Regions from separate parts of the Mus musculus genome. Here all the other regions are linked to region 1. Evidence: chromatin contacts called from public promoter capture Hi-C data. All regions are on one chromosome and are shown on one strand. The core of a region is the stretch at or near the end of the contact, and the rest is flanking DNA. Distances in the headings are between cores, read along the strand shown. Region 1 holds the start of Mgll (monoglyceride lipase). Region 2 holds the start of Uroc1 (urocanase domain containing 1). Region 3 has its middle 12 kb from the start of Klf15.

Region 1 (4,626 bases), core at 877-3,376:
GGAGCAGGTAAGCTTTCCCCAAAACAAGGAACAGGAAACAGTGACTAGTCACCAGGCCAAGGTTGCTACAGCTACTCTCTTCCCTGATTATCACAAACAAGCCGGGCTTTTCCTGCTTCACCCAAGAGGAACAGGGTGGTGGGGAGCAGCTGCGGGGCTGGGCACAGCCCCAGTCTGTCTCCAGCAGCAAGGCAGATCCTGGATAGGAAAGTCACTGAGCTGGCGAGAAACCAGAAGGAGACCCCAGGCCCCTCTCCTCCCAGCTAGCTGGGTGTCATCTCTGAAGCTCAGAACTAAGCAGGAGCACACAGCAGAGGTTAAAAAGACAGATACGCGCACATATAATTTTAGTTTTCTTATGCATTCGCTGGCTTTTTTTTTTTTTTAAATTGTTGGGTTTGCTTTTAAATAAATGCTTGCAACAGGGAATCAATTCTGGTACAAAAAAAAAAGTCATATGAATCTTTGAAAACTGCCAGACAGTGGACTCCTATCCTAGTTGTAGTGAAAAGAGAACTCTTGAGCCGTCATTTTAAAGAAAAGCATAAAGTATAGCTCACAACTTTGCTAACACCGCTGTGCCAGGGGTGTCAGTGACATGAGAGGCAGGTCACGGAAAGGGTGGCCCTCATGATGACGGAGGAGGAGGAGGAGCAGGTGCGATGAAGGAGGACGAAGAGGAGAGGACTTACTTGGGTGTGCCACTGGGCTTCCAGTATCTACAAAAGAGGTACTGTCCGTCTGCATTGACCAGGTGAGGCAGGTCCTGGTAGGGAACATTCTGTGGAGTTCGCCTGGGTGAACTTGCCTCAGGCATCCTGCAGGGGTCTTTAGGCCCTTGGAAGAAAGGTGGACATATTCTAAAGTCAGAAATACACTTATGTCCATATGGGAGGAAAGAAAGCCTTTTTTGAGTCAGGACTGTGGCTGTGGCTTCTTTTCTAGGCAATTAAACAAAAAACAAAAAACAAAAAACAAAACAAACAAACAAAAAAAACCCCACCAAACCCCAATTTGATATATATATTTTAAAATTACATACATCTCTTGCAAACCCCTTCAAGATTGAAAAGTCCTGTTTGTCCTTAAGAAAATGCTCACTTTATTTTTTTAAAGTGCCTCAGTATAGCCCCCCTCCCATCTGTGTTTATTTTAAATCATCTCAGGAAACTTCATCTTAAAGACTATTTTAGCTGTAATCAAGCGGAAATTACAGTCAGTTCCGTGGGTACAAAGCCCCAGCTGCAAGGACCCATCTCTCCTAAAATCTCCACTGTGCGGGTTTCAGGGGGCATAATAAGTAGGTGACGCGCCCCAAGCGATTTTTCCCTTCTGAATGCCAAAGATGCCATGACAAACCTGTTTCCATTAGTCTTGGCTTTTGCATTCCACTACCGCCACAGCCTCGAGTATCAGCGCCAGGCAAACGAGGGCTGTTCCCTCATCGCGGCCGCAGGGCAGCACCACGGGGTCCGCGCCCTCCCCGCCTGGGCTGCAGGGGTGCGAGTTGCTCCCTCCTGCTGCTCCAGCTCTAGCTCATGTCGCCACTTTTCCAGAACACACCCCTGAAGGGGTTCCGGGAGCGAGGGACAGCCGGTCCCCAGCCCGGAGCTGCTGCGAGACGCGCTCCGCGGCACCGCGCATTCGCGCAGATGCGGGTCCCCGAGCAAAGTCACCCCGATTCTCCGACAAACTTTGCCTCTTGCCCGCCCGCGACCGCTTAGGGAAGGAAACCTCGCGGCTGTCATCGGCACGCCACACAGGACGTGGACCTGGCCGTTGTTCCCACACCGGTCTGGGAAGATGCAGTTGACGGGCACAAGTCTGTTTGGGGGTTGGTGCGAGGGCGCGAGGGGCGCGTTCACGCGCACACGCTGACACGCGCGCACACTCGTGCGCACGCACACGCGCGCAGGGGACCCCTGGCGGCGGCTCCTATCCTGAGGCAGGGGCGGGAGGCAGTTACCCGGGCCACGAGCGCCGCTGTCACGTTCCCCGAGCACCACGCGGGTCCGGGTCTGCGGCGGGCTAGAGCCAGACTACTGCGCGCGGCCGGCTGCGCAGCGATAGGGCGCGGCGTCTGCGCCGCCACTTTATCCCCAGCCGCTCGGCGGCGGGGGCGGCCCGCTGGGTGGGGACGCGCGGGGAGGCGGCGCCGGGGCCCCACGTGTGCCCGGCCCCCGGGGAGGAGCGGGGCATCGCCCGCCGACCTGCCTCGCGCTTTTCCTGGCCGCGTGGGGGACCTTCACGGGGCACTGAACCGAATTATGGGGCCCTTCCAGCCCATGCGCACAGTCGAGAACACAGACCCTCACACTGGTCCCCGGAGCAGAAACACGCTCACTAGAACTGCATGCACATGTTTACAGTTGCACACGTGCGAGACCCACATTCAGATAGCACAGGTGTAGGCACACCCACAAGGACACATCCTCAGGACCCTTCCCCAGATACAAACTACACACAGAGGTACAAGTGAATGTCACAGTTACTACATGAATACAAACACACAGCATGGACGCACACGCCCTAGACACCATGCACACAGATAAAAACAACACACCACACACACAGTGAGTGTCAGCGCAGAAACCACAGCTCTCATCTTACAGGGGAAAAGATTATTCTGGAGCCATTTTGAATGACCATGAGCTGGAAACACAGATTTAAGTTACCCCTAATTCCATGTTCCTATGTGAAAGCAGTTTCGGGAAGTTTTTTGGGTTTTTTTGGTTTTTGTTTTGTTTTGTTTTGTTTTTAAAATAGTTTTACAGAACAGATAAAGCCGTATATCAAGGCAAGTTTAAAATACATTGGTGGGTACAACAGAGAGTCAGGTAACAGTGAAATGGGAAAGTGTTCCTATAGGCTCAAAATGCTATCTGATAGCATTGCTAACTTTTGGATTTGTAGAAGCTAACTATCGTGTTAAATCAATAGTTAAACAGTGTTCATCTATTGCCTCAAGAAGTTAGTTCTAACAAAGAGGGGCAAGAAAGAAATGGCTGTTCCTGAGGGCCCGAACTTAGCCCAAAATAAAGTAATTTGCCTCTGGACCTGGAACATTCCAACCTCTCCATAGTACTGAAACTTTAATCAGCCAGCTAATCTCAGCAGACACAGCTTCCCTTTAGTTTTCCGCCTCAGCAGCAGAAGTAGCTCCTTTCCCCATGTTTTTGTTCACAACAGAGAAAAACAACACACCATATACACCCAGAGAGCTAAAGATGCGTGACATTCACGCACAAGCGCTTAGAGCTCTGAGAAGGAAGCAGACATACTGCAAGCAAACACACACACACACACACACACACACACTGCATGAAACCATTTCCCCTAGGTGCCCCAGGATCCAGGTCCCACTAGCACAGCTGCCTATGTGGCTGTGGAGTCTGGAATCCAGCACTAAATTTACAGCCTGTCCACTGTGTCCTATGCCTGCCACCTGTGAGTGACAGCTGCAGAGGAAGGATGACCCCAACCCACACCCATCTCCTCAGGCTTTCCAGGGCTTTCTTCTTGGCCAACCACTTTGCAAAATAGCAGGGTTGAATAGTATCATTGTCAGGGCAGCACAGTGGTAGTGTCCACCTAAGGTGAGGCTGCAATCTAACTTGACTTGAATGGTAAAAGGGGTCTCTGAAAGACAGATTGGTTGCAGGCCATGCAGAAGGACCTAGCTCACCCTCTGCCTTAGGCAGGTCTCCAGGGCTTGGACACAGAAGGAGTGGCTAAATGACTTCTTGGAGTTGATTTTGTATTTCCTGGCAGGTCAGGATTAGGGTAAGCAAGCTCAGGCGAAGGACTGGGAGCCTGTTCTCAAAGCTGGACTGGGCCTTAACAGTATCCTTACTATTCACTTCAGCTGTGGTTTACTGAGAGCAAGGGTAGCAGGGTCCTGAAGCCACGGGTTTGAATGTTCCTAGCACTGGTGTTTTGTGACTTTCAATGGTTTGAGAGTTTTGAGAAGAACGGTCCCTTGAGCTGTCAACAGAGTCTCCCCTGAATCTAGAGTTGCTCCCGCTTGATCAGAGAGAGAGTTAAGAGAGTAGAGCCTTGTGTGATTCCTGTAGTCTGGCTCTTCAGGGAATGAGATAAGCCATCCCTAGAGGCCATGAGCTCTCTGCCATCCTCAGCAACAGTAGCATTCAAATCCACCGGGGAAAGACCATAGGTTTAAACCAAATTATAATTAAATGAATTTATTAGTTACTGCTAGCAGGTCGACAGCCTAAAAGCCAAATTAGGCCATGCCACACAGGAGTGGTAGAGGAAGGGTTTGTAAAGGTGAGCACTGTAAACGTCTCATTTGTGTGCAGTGTGTAGCTGAGGGAGAAACTGCTTTCAGTCCTTGCAGCTGTGGATCTGTTTGTCTCCCTCTGTAGACAACCTTAAAGGAGCTGTCCCATGCCCTGGCAAAAGCGATACATGGGATACAAAAGCCAGAGTAGGAAGTGAATTATCTCACAGCAGTTTTACAGTTTTGAGGAGGGGGGACAAGGAGTCAGAGTTGTTGAAGCTTATCTTTTAGGAATTTAGAATGGGTGCCTAGCACAAAATGGAGATTTCCTTACCCATCACAGTAAGTCCCCGGAAAAGGAAGAGAGAAACTAAGCTAGTTGCTTG
Region 2 (3,999 bases), core at 309-2,808, 1.6 Mb before region 1:
ACACCCAGGAATACATGCAACCACATTTGTACACATATATATGTGTGTGTAAGCACATAGACACACAGGAACACACACAACCACATATGTATACATGTGTGCACATGTAAGCACACACACACACACACACACACACACACACACCCCAAATGGAAAGCAAGTCAACGAAAGAGAAGCTTTCACTAAATTTTGGGACTTCATCATAGTGGGAAGACTAAGTCACTTCCTAACTCTAACTCCTCAGATCTGCAAGTCACCTCTCCTTTAAGGATGTTTGTTGTACTCTTCAAACACAGGGTGACGTACAGGAATAAAACCAAAGGGGCCCGATTTCTCAGTTCCTGGCTGCCCTTCTGCTACCACAAAACACTGTGGAGGTTAATCACCATCATCCAGCCACAGGGGTGTCAGCAGAGGCCCTTGGAGCAACAGAGCCTTCCCAGCTCTTGTGGCTACTCAAGGCACTGGTGCCAAGGAGGAAGAACATTAACCACAGCAGAGACATGAGCTCAGCAGAAGAGACAGGTCAAATGATAAGACAAGGTGACCACCACCCCAGTCCTTCTACCGTAGGCTCCTCTCCAGCACCAGCCCTGTCTTGCCCGGTGCTACCCCATTTTCTAGGACCCTCAGTTCATTTCTTTGTTTGCTCTCATTCCTGGCTCCTGTCCACCAGTGTCCTACCCCAGCAGCTCTGAAACATGCTCCCTGACTGTGGGCAGCTCTGGAAAAGCCCAGGAGTGGTGTTCCCCAGAACAGCAGTCTGTGGGTGAGGGTGGTAGTAGGGCATTTTATTTAGCTTTTGTACTTCAGTGTCTTTCAGAAAAGCAGCCTCTCATGGCTCAGGGACTTACTTCAGTCTGGCAGCTTGGAAAGCTCTTTGGCCTAAATCCCTTGTGCAAAGGGAGCCACCAGGTGAGGGGCTACCTGAACTGTCATCCTTCCCTGCACTTCTGTGTCCTTAATGGACACAGCTGCAGTCAACGGGAGGTTTTGGGGTAGGGGCAAAGAAAAACTGTTGCAGAGGACACAAGGGTCACTCAGTGTTTGGAGCTGGACAAGGTTCATGCGAAGGTGCTGAGCTAGGGCCACTTCACACCCTGCCTCTTCCTGTTCCTCACCAGAGGTGGCTGCAGCACCACCACCACAGACTGTTTGGGTGACCTTGAGCCCCAGTGTCCTCATCTGGAAGTGGGAGCCCCAATTCCGAGTCTTAAGGTGTGGCTTCACCTGAAGAATGTCAGTCTGATAGATGCTGACACACCCCCTCACCCTTCGCTGGGAGCTGGTAGGGACAGGGACAGCTAATATGTGGAAAGAAAGAGGGGTATCCAGCCACCTTGGCCACCTAAAAGGTACCAAAGGGCCCCAGAGCCCCAGAGGACTGGGTAGCAGTTGTTACCTGCTCTTCTTCAGGGCTGAGGTTCGGAGTTCTAACCGGAGCATGTGGCACCCCAGCCCAGCGACCCCGGTTCTCAGGAAGGGGTCGTAGGGGCAGACCAGAGCACAGTTCCTGGAGGCTGGACATGTCTGCAGAAGCTGAGGTGGAGGCAAGTATGAAGTGACTGACTGGGTAGTCAGGGGCAAGCAGGGTGGGGACAGCCCCAGGGCCACCTCCTCCAGCCCCTCATTGGGTCCAGAGAGGGCATAAGGGGCAGGTCATTTGGATCACTGCCTGATAGGTTGGTTGCCTGAGTGTTACTTGCCAGAGGAGAAACTCCTTGGGGTCATACCCAAGTTAGATGGGTATGAGTTTGGGGTGCTGGTAGGCTTTGAGGGTGAGGTTTTTTCCAATCTTAGAGGGGGTCTAAAAAGTGGCAATGTTGGAATATTGATGGTGGGCAGTCATGTGACATTGAACCTGGCTCAAGCTCTACAGAAGCAAGTCCCTTGTATTCCATTTCCCTGACACTTGAGCAAGAAGGGGAAGGTAGGTGTGGTTACAGCTTTCCATGCCCCCAGCAACCTCTAATCATTAACAGCTCTGCATAAAAGCCTTTCTCCACATCCTGGCCTTGGACCAAAGGCCAATGCTAGGTGTCACTTCCCCCCGCCCCTAGCCAGGAAAGGTCCACCATTGAGTCCCAGTGATCCTGGTAAATGTCCACTCCTGGCCAACTTCATGCCCTTTGCTCTGTCCCTGTGTACACAGGTGGGTGGTGACCTACTCCTCCATCTGCAGAAAAAGGTCATGTCACCCGGCCTTTGGCAGAGTGGGAAGGTGAACCATTGGTCACTTAGAGCAGTACATGAGGTGGCTGGCACTTGTGCTGGCCCTCAGAACTCCAGTCCCATGTCACTGAAAAGGAAACTGAGGTCAGAGAGGCAAGGAGACTTCCTGAAGTCCTGGAGCTGGTTATGAGTGAAGTTCATATTGGAGACTTGGGACCCCACAGTTGGATGGAGACACCACTGAAATGGCATCTGTGCTTAAGAGTCCAGTGTACATGCGGGAGTGGTGTGAAGACATCAACAAGACGTTCTATAGCACAATTAGAAAAGCAGATCTGTCTCTGTCTGCAGTCCTGCGTCTGGGGACACCAGGGGGCATTCTGGGTGGCCTTGTGGTGAGAGTATTTTTGCATCCTTGGGAGCCGGTCTTGTGACTCCTGGATAGCCCCAGAAGTCACTTGTTTTCCAGGGAATCCCAGGGAGGGGAGAGGTGGAGGTGGGGTTAATCACCATTGACAGATGCCACCAGTCATGACAGTGTAAAGAGTCCCACAAAGTCCCTAAGGAAGGATTCACAAGGCTCCTATGAAGGGACCCCCAGGGTACCAAGAAGCCCACAGGGTCCACAACACTCACAAAGTCCAGAAGGGTCCACAACTCTCACAACTCATCCTGAATGCCTTCTATTCAGCTGACACCCAAATCCTTCATGGTACACAGGTGAATAAAGTAACATGCTACCCCGAGTTTGTGTGCTTCTGATTAGGTTTCCTTTTTCTTTAAATTTATTTTTTATTTTTAATTATTTTTTTATTTTTTATTTTTTGTTCCAGGGATATGCTAATCATCCATCTACCCTTGAGTTTCAGTCCTAGAATTTTTTTTCACATTGTGCATTTTTTAAAAAAATTTTGACAAAGTATAAAAGTGCATATCATTTCTTTTCACCTTAAATATGAGTTTGTGTACACAGAAATATTTAACTTAATACATCAATATGTAAGATATATTGAAAATATTAAGTAATGGTACTTAAATACATACACATTATATTTTACGTGTCACTTTAAAGTAAACTTACTTTTTATTACTTCTTTTATTATTTATTTATTTATTTATTTTTAATTTATTATATGTAAGTACACTGTAGCTGTCTTCAGACACACCAGAAGAGGGAGTCAGATCTCGTTGGGGATGGTTGTAAGCCACCATGTGGTTGCTGGGATTTGAACTCAGGACCTTCGGAAGAGTAGTCGGTTGCTCTTACCTGCTGAACCATCTCACCAGCCCCTACTTCTTTTATTTTTGAGATTATAATATGAATACAAGATTTTCCTACTTCCTTTCCTTATACTAAACTCTTCCATATTTATCTCTAGCTCTCTTTCCAATTTTTTTTTTACTTTATTGGATATTTTCTTTATTTACATTTCAAATGTTACCCCCTTTCCTGGTTTCCCCCTCCGAAAACCCCCTCTTCCTATCTACCCCTCCCCCTGCTCACCAACCCATCCACTCCTGCTTCCTGGCCCTGGCATTCCCCTACACTGGGCACAGAGCCTTCAGAGAACCAAGGGCCTCTTCTCCCATTGATGTCCAACTAGGCTATCCTCTGCTACATACGCGACTGGAGCCATGAGTACCTCCATGTGTACTCTTTGATTGGTGGTTTAGTCCCTGGGAGCTCTGGGGGGTACTGGTTAGTTCATATTGTTGTTCCTCCTATAGGTCTGCAAACCCCTTCAGCTCCTTGGGTACTTCCTCTAGCTCCTTCATTGGAGACCCTATGCTCAGTCCAATGGATGGCTGAGAGCATCCACTTCTGTA
Region 3 (4,422 bases), core at 1,068-3,567, 1.7 Mb before region 1:
TTTCTGATCCTCCTGCCTCTAGCACCTTAGTGCTGGGATTACAGGTGGGATCCATCATGCCCAGTTTATACAATGCTGGGATGGAACCTAAGGCTTTCTGTGTGGTAAGCAAGCAAGCACTTGGAGACACAGTCCTAGCCTCTCTCCAATTTCTTAAAGGGGAATGTGATGGACAGCATAGAGAACTATGTGTTTTCATTGTGACATTTGGGACCCAATTGCTCTCTGGCATCTCCAGTCCTGGGAGTCCAGCCCATAGGTCCAGTCCCAATGGGTTCCCAGGCCGCCTTTCCTGGTTCCATCATTTGATGAAAAGTGACAGCTAGCTGCTGGTCCCATGGGAAAACACGACACTATATTGCTCTGTGATCCTATAATTGCTGGATGCAGGTTCCCAGGTGCTTATTTGTTCTTGACTAACACTGTGAGCCCCTGGGGAGGACCCGTGTGCACCCCCTGCAGATCTGGTATCCAGACACTTTCTCTTACCAAGCATATGAATTGTTTGCTTGGGAAAGATGCTTAAACCCAGTCTTATCTGTGTCCAACATGCTTTTTGTTTGTTTGTTTGTTTTTTGAGACAGGGTTTCTCTGTGTAACCCTGGCTCATTTTGTAGACCAGGCTGGCCTCGAACTCAGAAATCTGCCTGCCTCTGCCTCCCGAGTGCTGGGATTAAAGGCATGTGCTACCACGCTCAGCCGCCAACATGCTTTTGAAATGGCAGAATTTGTTTACATTTCTAAAGCTAAATACTGCTATGATCCTGCCTTTGGTATCTGCTTAGAAAAATTCCTCTGCATCAAGGTCCTGTATGTGCATGGTCCCATTGTCACCCCACAAGGTATTGGCTTCTTCACTCCCAGAGACGGTGTGATCAAACCTGAAATTTCTGAGCAGCTGGAATTTTATCCCAGCCTAGGTCAAGTCAGGACCTCACCTGCACAGACTGGCCAGTCCTGGCTCCCAGTCCTTCCCACTGATCTTATGACGTGTCGGGTCTCTGTGCGGCATCCTGTGACCACACAGCCAGAGGCAGAGGAAAGAGGATACAGCATTCCAGGCCATCCTGAGATGGTGGCTATTTAATTCACCACGATTAGGGTAGTGAGTACTGGCCTTCCCTTAGGCTCTCAGTTTGTACCTTGTACTACAGGACAGGTGTCACTCCCTAGGTCTCAGACAAGGTACTGAGAATCTAAAGAGCATGAAAGAGCAAAGGCGTGTGCAGGGATACAGTCCAGATTGCAGAGAGAGACAAGATCCTTCTACTTCCAGGACAGATGTGTCACCAGTGGCACCCAGCTGTAACTGTTAGGTTGAAGGACTTGGTACCTTGCAAGGTAATGGCCTGGACTGCTGAGGCTGAGAACCAGGGTCAGAACCCCAGGGGTGAAGACAAACCAAAGGGAAGCAGTACTTGAGTAGGCACCTTGATTCTCAGTCTCTGGGCATGGAGATCAGAGAATGATAGTGGAGGAGAGCCGGGTTCTATAGAGCCACATGTAAAACCCTGCCTCAGCCTGGAGAGAGGAAGGACAGTCTAGCAGACCAGCATAGCTCTCTCAAGCCCTCACTTATTGGTTAGCCTGTCTGTCAGGAATGAAGACGGACAGGATGGGACAGAACATGACTGAGGTTTCTTAGAATGGACTTTTGAGACCTACAGGGTTCAAGCACCTTCCCAGGCTGAGAGAGGGTCCAGCTAGAGGAGTCCTGGCTGGGAGCCTAGGGTGTGCAAAGGTCCCTAGGCAAGGCTGGCTCAAAGGACAAAGCTTGTGCCAGTGTGGGTGGAGCCCGAGGAGGACACCAGGGAGCAGCGGTGGCTCACTGTGGGCTCCAGAGGACCCTGCCAGCGCTCTAGCTGCCAGGGTGGTGACACATGAGCTGGCTTCCAGAGCAGGAGTGGTTCTATGAGACTCAGTCACTCAGTGCGTCATGAGAGGGTACACAAGAAAAGACCACCTCCTCTGCCCATACTGTCAAGGCTAGCACAGGGGTCATTCCCTTGAGATGCTGGCCTGAAAAGTGTGTCCATTAAGAAAAATGTACTGTTATTATTAAGGGAGGAGGGTGCACATGTATACCACAGCGCACATGCGGAGGTCAGAGGATTTCTCCTCCCAACTTTATGTGGTGGATTCCAGAAATCAAAGACAGATTTCCAGCCTTCCACAGACCCATCTCCCCAGACCCCAAGCATGTCCATTTTAAGACCCAGTGATTGTAACATGTCTTGCATGTTCTCGTTAATGAGACTGTCCAGTGCGGATATTCAGACCATTTCTGGGCAGCAGTCCTGAGGGAGGACCCATGCTCACTTCACTAGCGCCTCCTGCTGGCATTCCATTTGCTGCAACAAACAAGCAGTAAGTCTGCCCTCTTAAGATCAGACACGAACAACCATGGAAGGAGTTACAGAGACAAAGTTTGGAGCTGAGACGAAAGGATGGACCATCTAGATGCCTCACCCGGGGATCCATCCCAAAATCAGCCTCCAAACGCAGACACCATTGCATACACTAGCAAGATTTTGCTGAAAGGACCCGGATATAGCTGTCTCTTGTGAGGCTATGCGGGGGCCTAGCAAACACAGAAGTGGATGCTCACAGTCAGCTATTGGATGGATCACAGGGCCCCCAATGGAGGAGCTAGAGAAAGTACTCAAGGAGCTAAAAGGGTCTGCAACCCTATAGGTGGAACACCAATATGAACTAACCATTACCCCCAGAGCTCATGTCTCTAGCTGCATATGTAGCAGAAGATGGCTTAGTTGGCCATCATTGGGAAGAGAGGCCCTTGGTTTTGCAAACTTTATATGCCCCAGTACAGGGGAACGCCAGGGCCAAGAAGTGGGAGTGAGTGGGTAGGGGAGTGGGTGGGGGAGGGTATGGGGGACTTTTGGGATAGCATTTGAAATGTAAATGAAGAAAATACCTAATTAAAAAAAATCAGACATGAGGCTTTTGCCGCATCTGGCAGGTTTGGAGAGAGGAGAGACCAGGAGGCAGCAGCAGGATGTGTCTGAGTTGGAGGCCAGCCTGGTCTACAGTATGGAACCCTGTCTCAAAACAACCAACTAACCAGTGGGGTCCGGGGAGATGGGTCTATGGAAGTCTGGAAATCTGTCTTTGATTTCTGGAATCCACCACATAAAGTTGGGAGGAGAAATCCTCTGACCTCTGCATGTGCGCTGTGGTATACATCAACAACAAATGATCCAGGAATCTTGTTGTGAGGGTCCCTGAGGCAGAAGTAGGTTAAATGGCTGCTGACTCTTCTGCCCAAGTAGCATCAGAATGCACTGTGGCTCTGAGCCAGCTCCCATTCCTTTTACATTCCTGGAGATCACGGTGGCACAGTGCAGGGATGTCCCCCCATTCTTTGAGGGGTATGTGCAGTCACCTGGCATGGCCCTTCACCTATTCCCCTCCTGACTAGGGCTCCCTTCCATGCCTCTGGCTGATTCAAAGCGTTGGGCATTTTGCCTCTGTTGAGAGGTCAGAAATGTCTGCAGTCTTTAACATCAAGAGCTCTAAGGAAAGTGAGGTCTGTGGCCTTCAGCCTCTGTGCTGGGGTATGTGTCTGTGGGCAGGGAAGGGTTGAGGTGCAGAGCCCACCTCACCCCCACTGCCTATCAAATGTAGTCCTGTTTTAGGTCCAGCCCCAGTGTGGACAGTTGAGTAGTACTCAGTCCTACCCTACAGAGGCTCTTCGAAGTCAGGGCATCTGAATTGCCAGGTTATAGCATATGAGACTCCCAATTCAGCCATGCTACAGGCTGTAGGGGTATCTGTCCCATTAGAGAATGTGGAAGGCAACTGTGTCTACCATTGAGTTACACGAGAAGGTACATTAGCAGGGCTGCCTCCATGTGTCCCAGATAGCCAGGCATGTGTGTGTCAGAAGGGACAGAAATGAGAAAGACACAAGACAGGATGATGATGACACTGTGGAGCCAGGATAGGGATGTGGACAATGACTCCAAACACGTTGATAGGAGAAGACTTGTCCAGAAAGTGTCGAGGCTGAGGAGGAGGCAGCAGGCATAGCAAAGGTCTTGGGGTAGTGAGTCTGGTGTGATTAAGAAGCATCGAAGATGCTGGTGTGGCTGGCTGCAGCCCAAGGACAATAAGAGTAGATGCTGGACCTTGTGGGCCCAAGGGAGGATGTGACTCAAGTTGAATGGAGGCTACTGGGTGATGATGTGCTCCAACGTAGATCTTCTGAAGATCTCTTGAGCTGACTTACCAGCAGCAGAACATGGAGAAGGTGGGTAGAACCAGGAGGCTAGTGGTGGGGGTGTCTATCAAGTGCTAAGGACATTTGAGGGAGGGAAACCTCAGGCTGGATCCTCACCAGGTTCCTTAGCAGGACCACTGCTCACCTCGCTGGCTCTGCTCCAAGTGCTTGAGGAGGGTCAG

Evidence for each region. Promoter capture Hi-C pulls out the DNA fragments that hold promoters and counts their contacts.
Region 2: a contact with region 1 is called in a promoter capture Hi-C map of liver, with 2.2 times the contacts expected there. The contact joins the promoter of Uroc1 here to the promoter of Mgll in region 1. A contact is called at or near these places in 3 of 39 promoter capture datasets (embryonic stem cells and liver).
Region 3: a contact with region 1 is called in a promoter capture Hi-C map of liver, with 3 times the contacts expected there. The contact joins the enhancer-like site here to the promoter of Mgll in region 1. A contact is called at or near these places in 6 of 39 promoter capture datasets (the 3T3-L1 cell line, 3T3-L1-derived adipocytes, hippocampal neurons and 2 more) and 1 of 115 datasets of contacts at active chromatin or transcription factors (kidney).

The regions. Positions count from the first base shown.
Region 1 is chr6:88,721,912-88,726,537 of GRCm38.p6, reverse strand. It overlaps Mgll (monoglyceride lipase), which reads right to left and starts at 2,126. Exons shown (of 8, transcript NM_011844.4): 1 at 1,967-2,126; 2 at 693-837. The coding sequence starts at 817. It overlaps Gm26588 (a long non-coding RNA gene), which reads left to right. Exons shown (of 5, transcript XR_377840.3): 2 at 1-7.
Region 2 is chr6:90,330,848-90,334,846 of GRCm38.p6, reverse strand. It overlaps Uroc1 (urocanase domain containing 1), which reads right to left and starts at 1,558. Exons shown (of 20, transcript NM_144940.2): 1 at 1,403-1,558. The coding sequence starts at 1,528.
Region 3 is chr6:90,448,271-90,452,692 of GRCm38.p6, reverse strand. No RefSeq gene overlaps it. Among named protein-coding and RNA genes, the nearest start is that of Klf15, 12 kb to the left of the region's middle. Within about 2 kb of position 2,317, at least 36 of the 459 cell types and tissues checked have an H3K27ac peak or open chromatin away from gene starts, as enhancers often do. A contact at or near this core is called in 3T3-L1-derived adipocytes, kidney and liver, where this site is marked.